Linked DNA regions of Mus musculus: all the other regions are linked to region 1. Evidence: chromatin contacts called from public HiCAR-type, HiChIP or PLAC-seq and promoter capture Hi-C data. All regions are on one chromosome and are shown on one strand. Each heading gives the region's core, a stretch centred on a gene start, on an enhancer-like site or on the middle of the called end of the contact. The rest is flanking DNA. Distances are from core to core; before and after follow the strand shown.

Evidence for each region. Promoter capture Hi-C pulls out the DNA fragments that hold promoters and counts their contacts. HiCAR-type assays count read pairs that join an accessible place to other places. HiChIP or PLAC-seq counts read pairs in DNA pulled down with a chosen protein or histone mark.
Region 2: a contact with region 1 is called in an H3K27ac HiChIP or PLAC-seq map of the NIH/3T3 cell line, with 6 times the contacts expected there. The contact joins the promoter of Cplane1 here to the promoter of Osmr in region 1. A contact is called at or near these places in 3 of 39 promoter capture datasets (3T3-L1-derived adipocytes, hippocampal neurons and liver) and 1 of 115 datasets of contacts at active chromatin or transcription factors (the NIH/3T3 cell line).
Region 3: a contact with region 1 is called in a promoter capture Hi-C map of hippocampal neurons, with 10 times the contacts expected there. The contact joins the enhancer-like site here to the promoter of Osmr in region 1. A contact is called at or near these places in 3 of 39 promoter capture datasets (embryonic stem cells, hippocampal neurons and liver).
Region 4: a HiCAR-type map of astrocytes shows a contact between it and region 1, with 4 times the contacts expected there. The contact joins the promoter of Wdr70 here to the promoter of Osmr in region 1. A contact is called at or near these places in 4 of 39 promoter capture datasets (the 3T3-L1 cell line, 3T3-L1-derived adipocytes and hippocampal neurons), 1 of 115 datasets of contacts at active chromatin or transcription factors (astrocytes) and 1 of 9 other capture datasets (embryonic stem cells).

What each region holds. Positions count from the first base shown.
Region 1 is chr15:6,872,982-6,875,730 of GRCm38.p6, reverse strand. Osmr (oncostatin M receptor) reads left to right here and starts at 1,418. Exons shown (of 18, transcript NM_011019.3): 1 at 1,418-1,530.
Region 2 is chr15:8,167,768-8,170,467 of GRCm38.p6, reverse strand. It overlaps Cplane1 (ciliogenesis and planar polarity effector 1), which reads right to left and starts at 1,362. Exons shown (of 53, transcript NM_001162906.1): 1 at 979-1,362; 2 at 74-162.
Region 3 is chr15:5,234,436-5,237,135 of GRCm38.p6, reverse strand. Ptger4 (prostaglandin E receptor 4 (subtype EP4)) reads left to right here. Exons shown (of 3, transcript NM_008965.2): 3 at 1,914-2,700. The coding sequence ends at 2,504. Among named protein-coding and RNA genes, the nearest start is that of Ptger4, 8.4 kb to the left of the region's middle. Within about 2 kb of position 1,440, at least 92 of the 459 cell types and tissues checked have an H3K27ac peak or open chromatin away from gene starts, as enhancers often do. A contact at or near this core is called in hippocampal neurons, where this site is marked.
Region 4 is chr15:8,097,848-8,100,547 of GRCm38.p6, reverse strand. Wdr70 (WD repeat domain 70) reads left to right here and starts at 1,339. Exons shown (of 18, transcript NM_001081402.1): 1 at 1,339-1,429; 2 at 1,527-1,592. The coding sequence starts at 1,405.

The DNA.
Region 1 (2,749 bases), core at 169-2,668:
TACATTCTATATACATGCACGGAAACCAAGAGAATTCGCTCTGCATACATGCATGGAAACCAAAGGCCGTATTAACCCGATGCAGGAAACACCTTGCTCAACTGACACACCCGCACACCATTTTCACAGATAAATAGAATCAAAAAGCCTTTTTAATGGGTGAGAACTTGGCTCCACACTGCTCCCGCGGCTGTTCGCACGGCCACACTAATGGGCTCATTTAAAATAAGTAATAATGGCTATGGCAAAGGAGCACACATTATTTACTAGACACGATGTGCCTTTTTCTAATTCTCTTCAAATATTTGCTGTGTGCTCCAGTCTTTCAGGCACCATTAGGTATTAGGTATTTAGAGGAGTACTATCTTTAATAATAATAATAATAATAATAATAATAATAATAATAATAAAAGATCCTTCCCTGAATTGTCATTAGGGAGGAAGAAAAAGCATACACAGACACGAAAGTAAGGCGTTGTAACTAATATTTCTGACATTGTTTTGAGGTGTCCCAATACCCCAGTTACTTATTCTAAGACTGATTTGTGGATCCGCAAGTTCTGATCTATAGCCATTTCCCTCAGTCTCCTTCCATTTGTGACTTGTAGGTAGTTTCCAAATGTGAACTGAACTATAGCTTGGAGCAAGGTATAGTGTGCAAGTGGGCGGTTCTCCAGGCTTCTTGGCCTGGCGACTGGTGGGAACTTGTTGCCACACCTCCTGTGGCGATAGTTTTGTGCCAGTTCCCAAAGACGACGTGGCTGTGGACATTTTACCATGCAGCCATAAAGAGAGGTCAAAAATGTCTTTCAAGTGCCCGGTTAGTAAAGATCTGATGGCGTTCTAAGGAGAGAAAGGAACTTGGATCTTCGTGGACAAAGAATTCAGGTCTGTAGCTGAAGGAGGCGTGGCCACACAGGGCGTTTCCAGGTCCTGTAGAGGAAGCACAGTTCATAGATCTCTGTTCTAACACGTCTGTCTTGCTCTGAACGCCGAAAGTCAACTCGATCACAAGTTTGATCCAACAGTTTGACATTTCAGGTAATTTTCAGACGGAGCGCTGGGGTTGGATCTCCCAAGCAACACAATTGGCTCTGTGCAGGACACCTGGCACGGGGCACTGGGTCGCAGCTCGTCCCCTCTCCCTCCAGGAACAACGATGCTCAAGGACCAGCTTTTCCTCCCAGGCCTCTCCCACTTCCCTTCTCACCGGTGCTGCCCGCCCGGTCCCGGGAACCGCGCCCGTCGCAGGGTCCCGATCGTTCCCCCCTACATCCCCTTGGGACCAGGAGCAAATTCCTGTGGGTCCCAGGAGTGCCAAAAGTGCTCAGCGAGACGGGAAATTGCAACAGTACTTGGCCCCTCGGCCCTCCCCCGGCGCTTTCCCGTAACTCCCGCCCCTGGACACTTGCCCCGTAGTTGATTCATAGCTGGGGCGCGGGGCCGCCTCCACACGCCTGGACAGACGTCCGCGCCCGTTCCCCTGTGAGGCCGAGGACCGGCAAGGCTCCGGAGCAGGTCGCCAGGCGGGTGAGTACGGGACCCGTGTGCCCGCGCTGCCGCCTCCATCCACTTTCCGACGGGCGAGCCGAGAGCTTTGCTGCCCCGCGCCTCTGCCCTGTCCTGCGTTAGTTTTTGCCTCCCGAGACTGCACTCTCAGGAGCCGCAAGAGGTTGTGCCAGAAAAGTGCCACCTAATTGGTGGGCAACTCTAAAAGACTAGATACTCTCAGCGTGCACGTCGCTGGGACACCAGTCCAGGCCTGCTTTGAGGTTCACCGTCCCCTGGCCTCTCACTCAAGCAGCTGGGGAAACACTTGCTGAGTTAGAACTCCCATTTGGGCCAATTTGGTTTCTCTCACAATACCCCGTGGGAGTGGGAGTTGATGGTTTCCCCCAGCCTCTTGCTTTCCAGTCCTTAACTCCCACCCGTCCCTGTCATTTCTCCGGGACTAGGTGCTTCCCTCTCCACTCAGAGAAGAGCACCCCACAGCCTTGGGGGCAGAGCTTCTATGCGGGTGGGGAGAGCAGGTACCACCTCTCGAGCTGCTTGAACGGAAGTGTCACCACTAACAGGCAAGGATGCGCATAGGGGTCAGTGTCTCTGAGAGTAGGCACCAGTGAGATGCTGAAACGGGAGCGTGAATACAGGTTCCCTGTAACAGTTCTTGACGGGCCGCTTGTTCACACACTCTTCATCTTCCCTGCCTGCCTTGTGAGTGACCAAGGGCACAGATATAGGGATTACTTTCAGACGGACAGATGCTACCTGCCTGCAGGACATGGTGAAAGCGCTTTGCGATCAAGCTGTTTTTCAGCTCAGGACTCGTGGACGTGAGGATGGATGTAAGCAAAGCAGACAGAATTGAAAGTGGAAGCTAGGTGCAGACCAAAGGCATTCTGCTTTTGAGAGGTGGTGGTGGTGGTGGATGTCGGGGGAGACCGTGTGTGTGTGTGTGTGTGTGTGTGTGTGTGTCTGTGTGTCTGTGTGTCTGTGTGTCTGTGTGTCTGTGTGTCTGTGTGTCTGTGTGTGTGTGTCTGTGTCTCTCTGTGTGTGTGTCTCTGTGTGTGTGTCTCTGTGTGTGTGTCTCTGTGTGTGTGTGTGTGTGTGTGTCTGTGTCTCTCTGTGTGTGTGTGTGTGTGTCTGTGTGTGTGTGTCTCTGTGTGTGTGTGTGTGTGTGTCTGTGTCTCTCTGTGTGTGTGTGTGTGTGTCTGTGTGTGTGTGTCTCTGTGTGTGTGTGTGTGTGTGT
Region 2 (2,700 bases), core at 113-2,612, 1.3 Mb before region 1:
GGGGGGGACATTTTTTTCAACTCAGGTTCTTCCCAAATGATTCTGGTTTGTGATAAATGGACATGAAACTAACCAACCAGTGTCAGCGAAGAATCAGAAGCTCAGGTGTTCCAAATGAAGGATGATTTAACCACACAAGGCGGCCAAATGAAGCATTTTATTCTGCATCAAAAAACAAAACAAAAATGCTATATTATTCAATGCCAAGTTTCCTAAATTTGATGACTACTCATGTAAAATAGCATTACCAGAAATATGCATTATTCTGAGTATGACAAGTGAATATAAGACTATTTAATATACGCAATCATCTTCAAATCAAAAGCTATTTCTAGGTAGTTTAATAATTCCTAAATACTATACATATGCACATGTAAAGAGAAAAATAAGGTACAGCAAAACATAAGGAACTGGTTAATCTAAAATACATATTTAATTACATTATGCAACTTTAAATGCAAAATTGATAAAAGGCAACAGGAGAAAACCCAGCACGACTGAGTTAATCATCGTTAGATTCTACTGGTGACAGCAACTTGTTAGTTTTGGTTTTGAGGGATTAATTGTATTATGTTTTTTGTCTAATGAGTCCTTCTAGATGTGAAAGACACTTAAAGATTTATGCAAAGGATTTGTTTGGGAAAAGATAGACATATTTTTTTTTTCAAGTAAAGCATAAAAGATAGAAAGACAGCAAACCCACTTCAAGATTTCAGTACGGTGCGCTACAGAATCACGTACAACCTCCCGTCACTTAGAATTCTAACAATCACCTCTCTCCTGGGATGCAGCAAACACCATTTTCTGACGCATACTGCAAAGCCTCTCAAAACACTGATGCTACTGGATAGACCAAGCACTACACAACAGACACTGCAGATGGAAGAACTGATTTTTAAAAAAAATCCGCTCCATGGCGCAAAAATATATGTATGACAGGAGTAATCTGCCCAGTCTACGGGAACCGGGGAAAGGTACCTTTATTTCAAACAAATCGGAGCATACAATTTCAAGAAAATCGCTGACGTCCCGGGCGGGGTTTGTGCTACGGAGGATGCTAGGAACCCGCGTCCATCCCTCACTGCTCTGCCGTCCGCTGGGGTCTCCTCAGAGGTTTCCTCGTGGCTGTGGCCGCAGAGTCCTGCCCGGAGGTCCCCTGTGGAGGTGTGAGGGGCCACGGCGGGGAGGGGACGCCTGCGACCCAAAGAAGGACCTGGGCGGGACGGCGGGCGGCCGCGAGGAAAACGGAAGTCCCCACAGCTAGCCCGGAGACCCTGGGAGGCGGGGGGCACGGGGACCGAGCCCCTGGGGAAGGTCCCAAGGCCGCCACCTCCCACCGAGGACCGCAGAGGCTGCGAAGCCGCTGAGCCCTGGAGGAGGCCGCGCCCGCCACCCCAGAGCCGTGTCCAGGCGACGCGTGGGCGGGGCCGCCCCACTGCGCATGCTCCATGCCGCTCCGTGGGCGGGCACCTGACGGATCCCCGCCCGCCCCGCCTCCTCGGCGTAGCCAGCTTTGCGCCGGGGTTCTGGGAGAGCGCTGCAAGCCTGCCAGAGTGGGTTACCTCCACCGAGTCTGTCCTGCCCTCCTGCTCTCTCCTCAGCTCGGTAGTCCTTTCTCTCTCCATCCATCCCTGGCTTCCCCTCGTGCAAGACTTTTGAGTTTCCGAGCTCTCCGTGGAGCTTGGCATGAGAATGCCTTAAGAACCAACATTTAGATCTGCGCTGTTAAGAGCAGTTGTTGCCTTTGTGGAGGACCCGATTTCAGAGTCCCAGCACCTACGACATAACCCTGAGTAACTCCAGTTCCAGGGCATCTGACACTCTTTTGTGGCTTCTGTGGGCACCAGCTACAAAGGTGGTGCACATACATACACGTAGGCAAAACACTCATAAAATAACAAGTTAAAAAACAACAACAACGGGCTGGTGAGATGGCTCAGCGGTTAAGAGCACCGACTGCTCTTCCAAAGGTCCTGAGTTCAAATCCCTGCAACCACATGGTAGCTCACAACCATCCATAACAAAAATCTGATGCTCTCTTCTGGAGTGTCTGAAGACAACAGTGCACACACATATAATAGATAAATAAACAAACAAACAAACAAAAACCAACAACAACAACAACAAAAACTTGCCGGGCAGTGGTGGCACGCCTTTAATCCCAGCACTTGGGAGGCAGAGGCAGGCGGATTTCTGAGTTCGAGGCCAGCCTGGTCTACAGAGTGAGTTCCAGGACAGCCAGGGCTACACAGAGAAACCCTGTCTCAAAAAACCAAAAAAAAAAAAAAAAAGTCTCTAGCCAAAACTTCAGCTAAAATTAGACAATAAATCGTGTTGGTCATGGAATTCTTCACATGTCATGAAGGATTTATCACAATTGGTTATCGATCAAATTAACTCATAAAAAGAATACTCGTCTTTTACCTGCTCAAACAAGGAGCAAAAGTTCAACCTTAACTCATCTGTGCACTTTGCACAATCCACACAGGTATCTTACAGTACTAAACTGTTGGTTGTAAGATTCACGTATTGCTGAATGTGCAGCTCTGACAAGGTTCATCCGCATGGACGCTGAAATGAGCTGCTGCTCCAGCCCCCTCCCTTCTGATGCTGTCTCCAGAGACTTGCTTCTAGAGCAGCTTCAGGAATAGCCCCAGGTTCCAGACGGATTAGGTTCATCCAGCCTTTCAGACAGCTCCA
Region 3 (2,700 bases), core at 191-2,690, 1.6 Mb after region 1:
GTGTGTGTGTGTGTGTATGCCTTGTTTTCATTCCCTTTTATAGCTGTCAAATTTAATTATGGCTGAAGATAAAATGAAACAATACATCATTCATTTTTTTTACAACATTGACTTAATTTAAAAACAAAATGTGAATTCTTCATGCGTTCCTTTAAGTAACTACAGCTTTTTGTTTTAACCGTTCAGAAATTTCCTCTTTTCAGAGGTAAACCGTGTTTCCTTTGAGGTTTTGGTGGAGAAGCAACCAGTATAAAAACATGTTAAGATATATCATTCAAAGTCCAAACTTAACCAAGATTCTGTTTTAAAAGCTTCTTTCACAAAACAAAGCAAAACAAAACAAAACAAAACAAAACCTGTCCCAGGAGAGACAGCACTAGCCGCTCCAGAGTGAGGCAACACTGCCCTCTGGAGGCTGATTAGCGTGTCCGTTTCACACAAACCCTGCCACCGACAGGGCTACCAGCCCGTTCCTACCCAACACTTCTTTCATCTTTAGAAACATCCCCTGCTGTTTAATTTCCATCATTTTTACTGATCTGCCCTCAAGAGAACAAGATGAATTTCATCTGAAGTCCATTTGACTCTTTTATTCTACAAGACTTGCGGTTGATAATCCTTTCTCCAAAATCTTTAGAGTTCACAATTCCGTGGCTCCTAGAAGAGTAGCTGCTAACAACATATCGGAACCGATAGAAATTTAGGTTAGGTTTTTACAAGTTTTACAACCAATATATTTCCAAAACCAGTGGGGAAAAACAATGACTACTAAGAACACTGGGGACGTGCAAGGACTCTTGGGCATTTGCCTAAATGGGATCAATGAAGAAACAGACATAGAGTTGTATCATTGGCTCAGATCATCAAGAAATAAGTTGCATATAAATTGAATTTTACAAATTAATTTAAAAATATATCTTTAATTTTTTAAAGCTTTTACCCAAATTGCTATTTTTCTTAACATATCCATGCCCTTTTCTGGTAAGCAATATAGCATGAATCATTAGTTATTACACCAAACACCATGACAGTGAAAACATCAAGTCTTGTTACAAACGTTTGTTTCTAATTGCTACAGGCTCTTTGTGGGTGCTCATTCGCCCTTTAAAACTGGTATTCCTCTTTCCTGACTACGAGAATAACTTTTTATTTCTTCCTCACCTAAAATAATTCCCACGAGCAGGGCAGTGATTATGATCTCAGAGCTTCACTTTACCTGGGTTACAAGCAAGTTTTACAACACATTGGGAATACACTTGAGAGTACTAACAAGTGCTTTCTCCGCTAAGGAATGCTAACATTGCCTAGGCTTATGGTGACCTGGCTCATTCCAGTGAATCATCCGGCTTTCCTGGAGGATGACATAGCATTTCACTCTTCCATGACTCTGCACTTTCTCTCTGCCTGCCGAATCTTATTTCCTTCCGTGGGAAGCTGGCAGACTGCCCCTCCTCCATCAAAGCCCAATGCTATTGCTTCTCAGGAAGGGCTCTTCCCGAGCCTGCCCACGTGCAGTAGCTGAGAGACAGTAACACTATGTAACTACTAGGGAGAGCAGGGAGAGCTAGGACTGACCCAAGCGGACACCATCTCGCTGAAAACATAGTTCTCCAGTGATTCTGGGTGACAGGAGAGATCGTCGGTGGGTCAAAACAACAAAGCATTTTCTCTGGGGGTAAAGCATAGACAACTCAGCTTTTTGTAATGATTTCACCGTTAATTGGCTTACAAAATGAGTCTCCTTTAAAATACAGTAACTAGCTTGTTGTGTCAACTGCTGTAGCAGAGCAGGCATTCCCACATGAGAGCAGCTACATCACGTCACGTGGCAAAGATAAATGGAGCACTTAAGTATTTTGCCAAATTGCATAATTATAAAAATTTCAACGTGGGCCTGCCTCTCGTTTACACAGGTGCGAGTGTTCATTAACCAGTTATATCAGCCAAACGTGGTGAAAGACATCAGCAGAAACCCAGATTTGCAGGCCATCAGGATTGCTTCTGTGAACCCCATCCTGGACCCCTGGATTTACATCCTTCTTCGGAAGACTGTGCTCAGTAAAGCCATAGAGAAGATCAAGTGCCTCTTCTGCCGCATTGGCGGTTCCGGCAGAGACAGCTCGGCCCAGCACTGCTCAGAGAGTCGGAGGACATCTTCCGCCATGTCCGGCCACTCTCGCTCCTTCCTCGCCCGGGAGTTAAAGGAGATCAGCAGCACGTCCCAGACCCTCCTGTACCTGCCAGACCTGACTGAAAGCAGCCTCGGAGGCAGGAATTTGCTTCCAGGTTCGCATGGCATGGGCCTGACCCAAGCAGACACCACCTCGCTGAGAACTTTGCGAATTTCCGAGACCTCAGACTCCTCCCAGGGCCAGGACTCTGAGAGTGTCCTGTTGGTGGATGAGGTTAGTGGGAGCCACAGAGAGGAGCCTGCCTCTAAAGGAAACTCTCTGCAAGTCACATTCCCCAGTGAAACTCTGAAATTATCTGAAAAATGTATATAGTAGCTAAAGGGGGAATCTTATAAAATCCTGTGCAATAGACATACATAGCTGTACTCAGAAGGGCTGTCTTCATCTGGACTCCCACTAGAGAACAGGCGAGCTCCTGAGGGCTCTCCAAGGCTGCAGACTGAGGTCCTTGAGTGCCCAGGCTTGAAGCACATTGGCTGTCATTCTGATGTGACTCGAGATTGCAGTT
Region 4 (2,700 bases), core at 90-2,589, 1.2 Mb before region 1:
TCTTATTAATTCATTTAATAACCACTCAAGAGTGCCTGCCCAGCCATTATATTATGAAGACAGACTAGGGTATCACATGGTAGGTGGGCCTTATTTAGTTGGAGGCCTACAAAGTTCTACAGATGCTTTCAAAAGCAGGAGAGATTTAATTTGATAGTTGGAGATGAGCTGGTTGGATCAATGACTTGGTGAAGAGTTAAAGCATTCAGGACTATGTGTTCTGAGGCCGCTCCCTGCACTAAATGGGAATGTTGAAAATGACAAGATTGGAATAGAAAGGTTTTGGAAGTCAGGCTAACCTTTTATTAAATTTGTATTTTTTTGTGGTGGAGATCCAATACAGACCCTTAGCCTTGTCTATGCTAAGCAACCACAGATCTACAGCTTCTTTGTACTAATAAATTTTTCTTTTACTCTAAGGACAATGGAAGCATTAGATAATCATTATCAATGAACCATAGACAGAGACAGGAGTCTAATATTGGGGCTCAGGAGTAATTTTATCAAAGAATTTTCATTCTTGAGTGGACTACAAGGCTCAGTAGGAAATTGTCTTTTCTGCTAAGCTTGTGACTTGAGGTCCACCCCCAGAACCACATAGTAGAAGAATAGGTCTGCAGGTTGCACAGTAAGGCATGTTTATACCACGTCCACAATCATTGAGTGCATGTGAAAATGAAGTATTTTCACTTGGCTTGGTAGCACACATCTTTAAAAGCTTGGGAGGCAGAGGAATCTAGATGGGTCTCTGAGTTCTGGGCCAGGCATGGATTACAAAATGAGAGACTCTGACAAAAGAAAAATTCAACCAAGTATTTGTTTTAGACTTTAAAAGTATATTAAATGATGTGTCATTAAGAATAGGAACAGAGTTGTAAAGAAACTAAAATAAATTGGAAACACAGTAGTTATGTAACATGTAACATTTGGAACCCTTAGTAAACAAGGCTAGCCTAGAGAGTGGAGACTGAGGGCAAGCGCTTTAAACATTCCTAACAACTCTTCAGTTTTCTGGCATCTTTATAACTAGATAGTGGTTTCTTCAAGCATACTGAGAAGATGGGCAGCAGTGGAAGTTTCATCATGTACGTCAAGTACATTACGAATATAGATAAAAGTAGCATGCAAATAACAAGATTCTGTTGATTTCCTTAGAAACGTGCCAGGACTTTGCTTGAGAACGCATCTGAAACCACCGAAAGGTTTTAGGGAACTCCCAAACTAGACCTCCTCGTGGCTTGTCAGCGCATTCCCTCCGCACCGCTAGGGGGCGAGAGTCCGAAAGCCTGCCTACCCACGCAGCCGGGCCGCTCTTGGCGACGCGGTCTCGGTGACGACACTTCCGTCGGGCTTGCCGGGAGTCGCGCGCTGCTGCATCCACGGAGGCGGTGGGCTCGGGCAGTCATGGAGCACTCGGGAACCAGCGAAGGTGGGTGTGGGTTAGGCGGGCCAGCCGGGGTGGAGGGCCGTGCTGGGCACTGGAGCGCCGGGCTGACGGCCGGTCTGTCCTTTGTTTCTTGCTCCAGTGACAGGCGCAGACACGGCGGGACCCGACCCTCAGCTGGCGGTCACCATGGGCTTCACAGGATTCGGTGAGTGACTGCCCGGGGCAGAGCCCAGCCCGACTTCGCCCGGGGCTTGCGAGTAAAGGGTAGGAGAGCTGCCACTTTTGACCGGCGCCTTCCGCCGTGCCAAATCCGAATCGGTCCCATTTAAACTGTTGAGACCAGTTCAGGTGACAGTTGGAAACCTTGACGGAAAGGGATTACTATGGTGACCCAGTCTGAGAAAGACATTTAGTGGCGACCATTAAATAACATTTTGGTGGATATAGCGTTTCTTCCTCTTCAGTCTTAATGTATACCCTGGTCTTGTCACATTATTAGGTGATTTAAAAGAAAAAACAGTCTCAAAAGACATAATCATCTGTTAATAGTATCAGTGCTAGAAAAATCAAATGGAAATTGACCTGTAATTTGTTTTGGGAACAAATGTCTCTCTGATGTACCTAGTTCTCATTCATTCATTGTTTCATTTATTCATCTACTTAGCTTCTTCTAGGTAATTAGTCGATAAAAGGGTAGTTACAGTATTTACTTTTTTTCTTTCTTTTCTCCCTTCTTTTCTTCTTTTTCCTTCCCTCTTCCACCTCCTCTTTTCCTCTTCTTCCTATTCATTCTCCTCTTTTGTTTGTTTGTTTGTTTTTTGTTTTTTTCTAGACAGGTTTTGTGTGTGTGTGTGTGTGTGTGTGTGTGTTTGTGTAACAGTCCTGGCTGTCCTGGATATCACCCTGTAGACCAGGCTGGCATCGAACCCGTAAAGATCTGCTTGCTTCGGTCTCCCGGTTGCCTGGATTAAAGGCTTGAGCTACCACCACCCGGTGGATTTATTTTTTTAAAAGATAAATGTATATATAGTTATATTTCTGAGCGGTTGTTTTGCCTCTATGTCTGTGCACCATTTGCCTGCAGTACCTATGGGGGCCAGAAGAGGTCACTGGGTCCCATGGAACTAGAGTTACAGATGGTTGTGAGCCACCTTGTGGGCCCTGGGAACTAAACATGTCCTTTGCAAGAGCAACAAGTGTTCTTAACTTGTGAATCATCTCTCCAACTCCTGTTTTTGACTTCAGAAAATTAGGAGAATCACGAAGAAAAGGAAGTCAAATCTGTTTTTTTTTTTTTTTAGATCTCCTGGTGC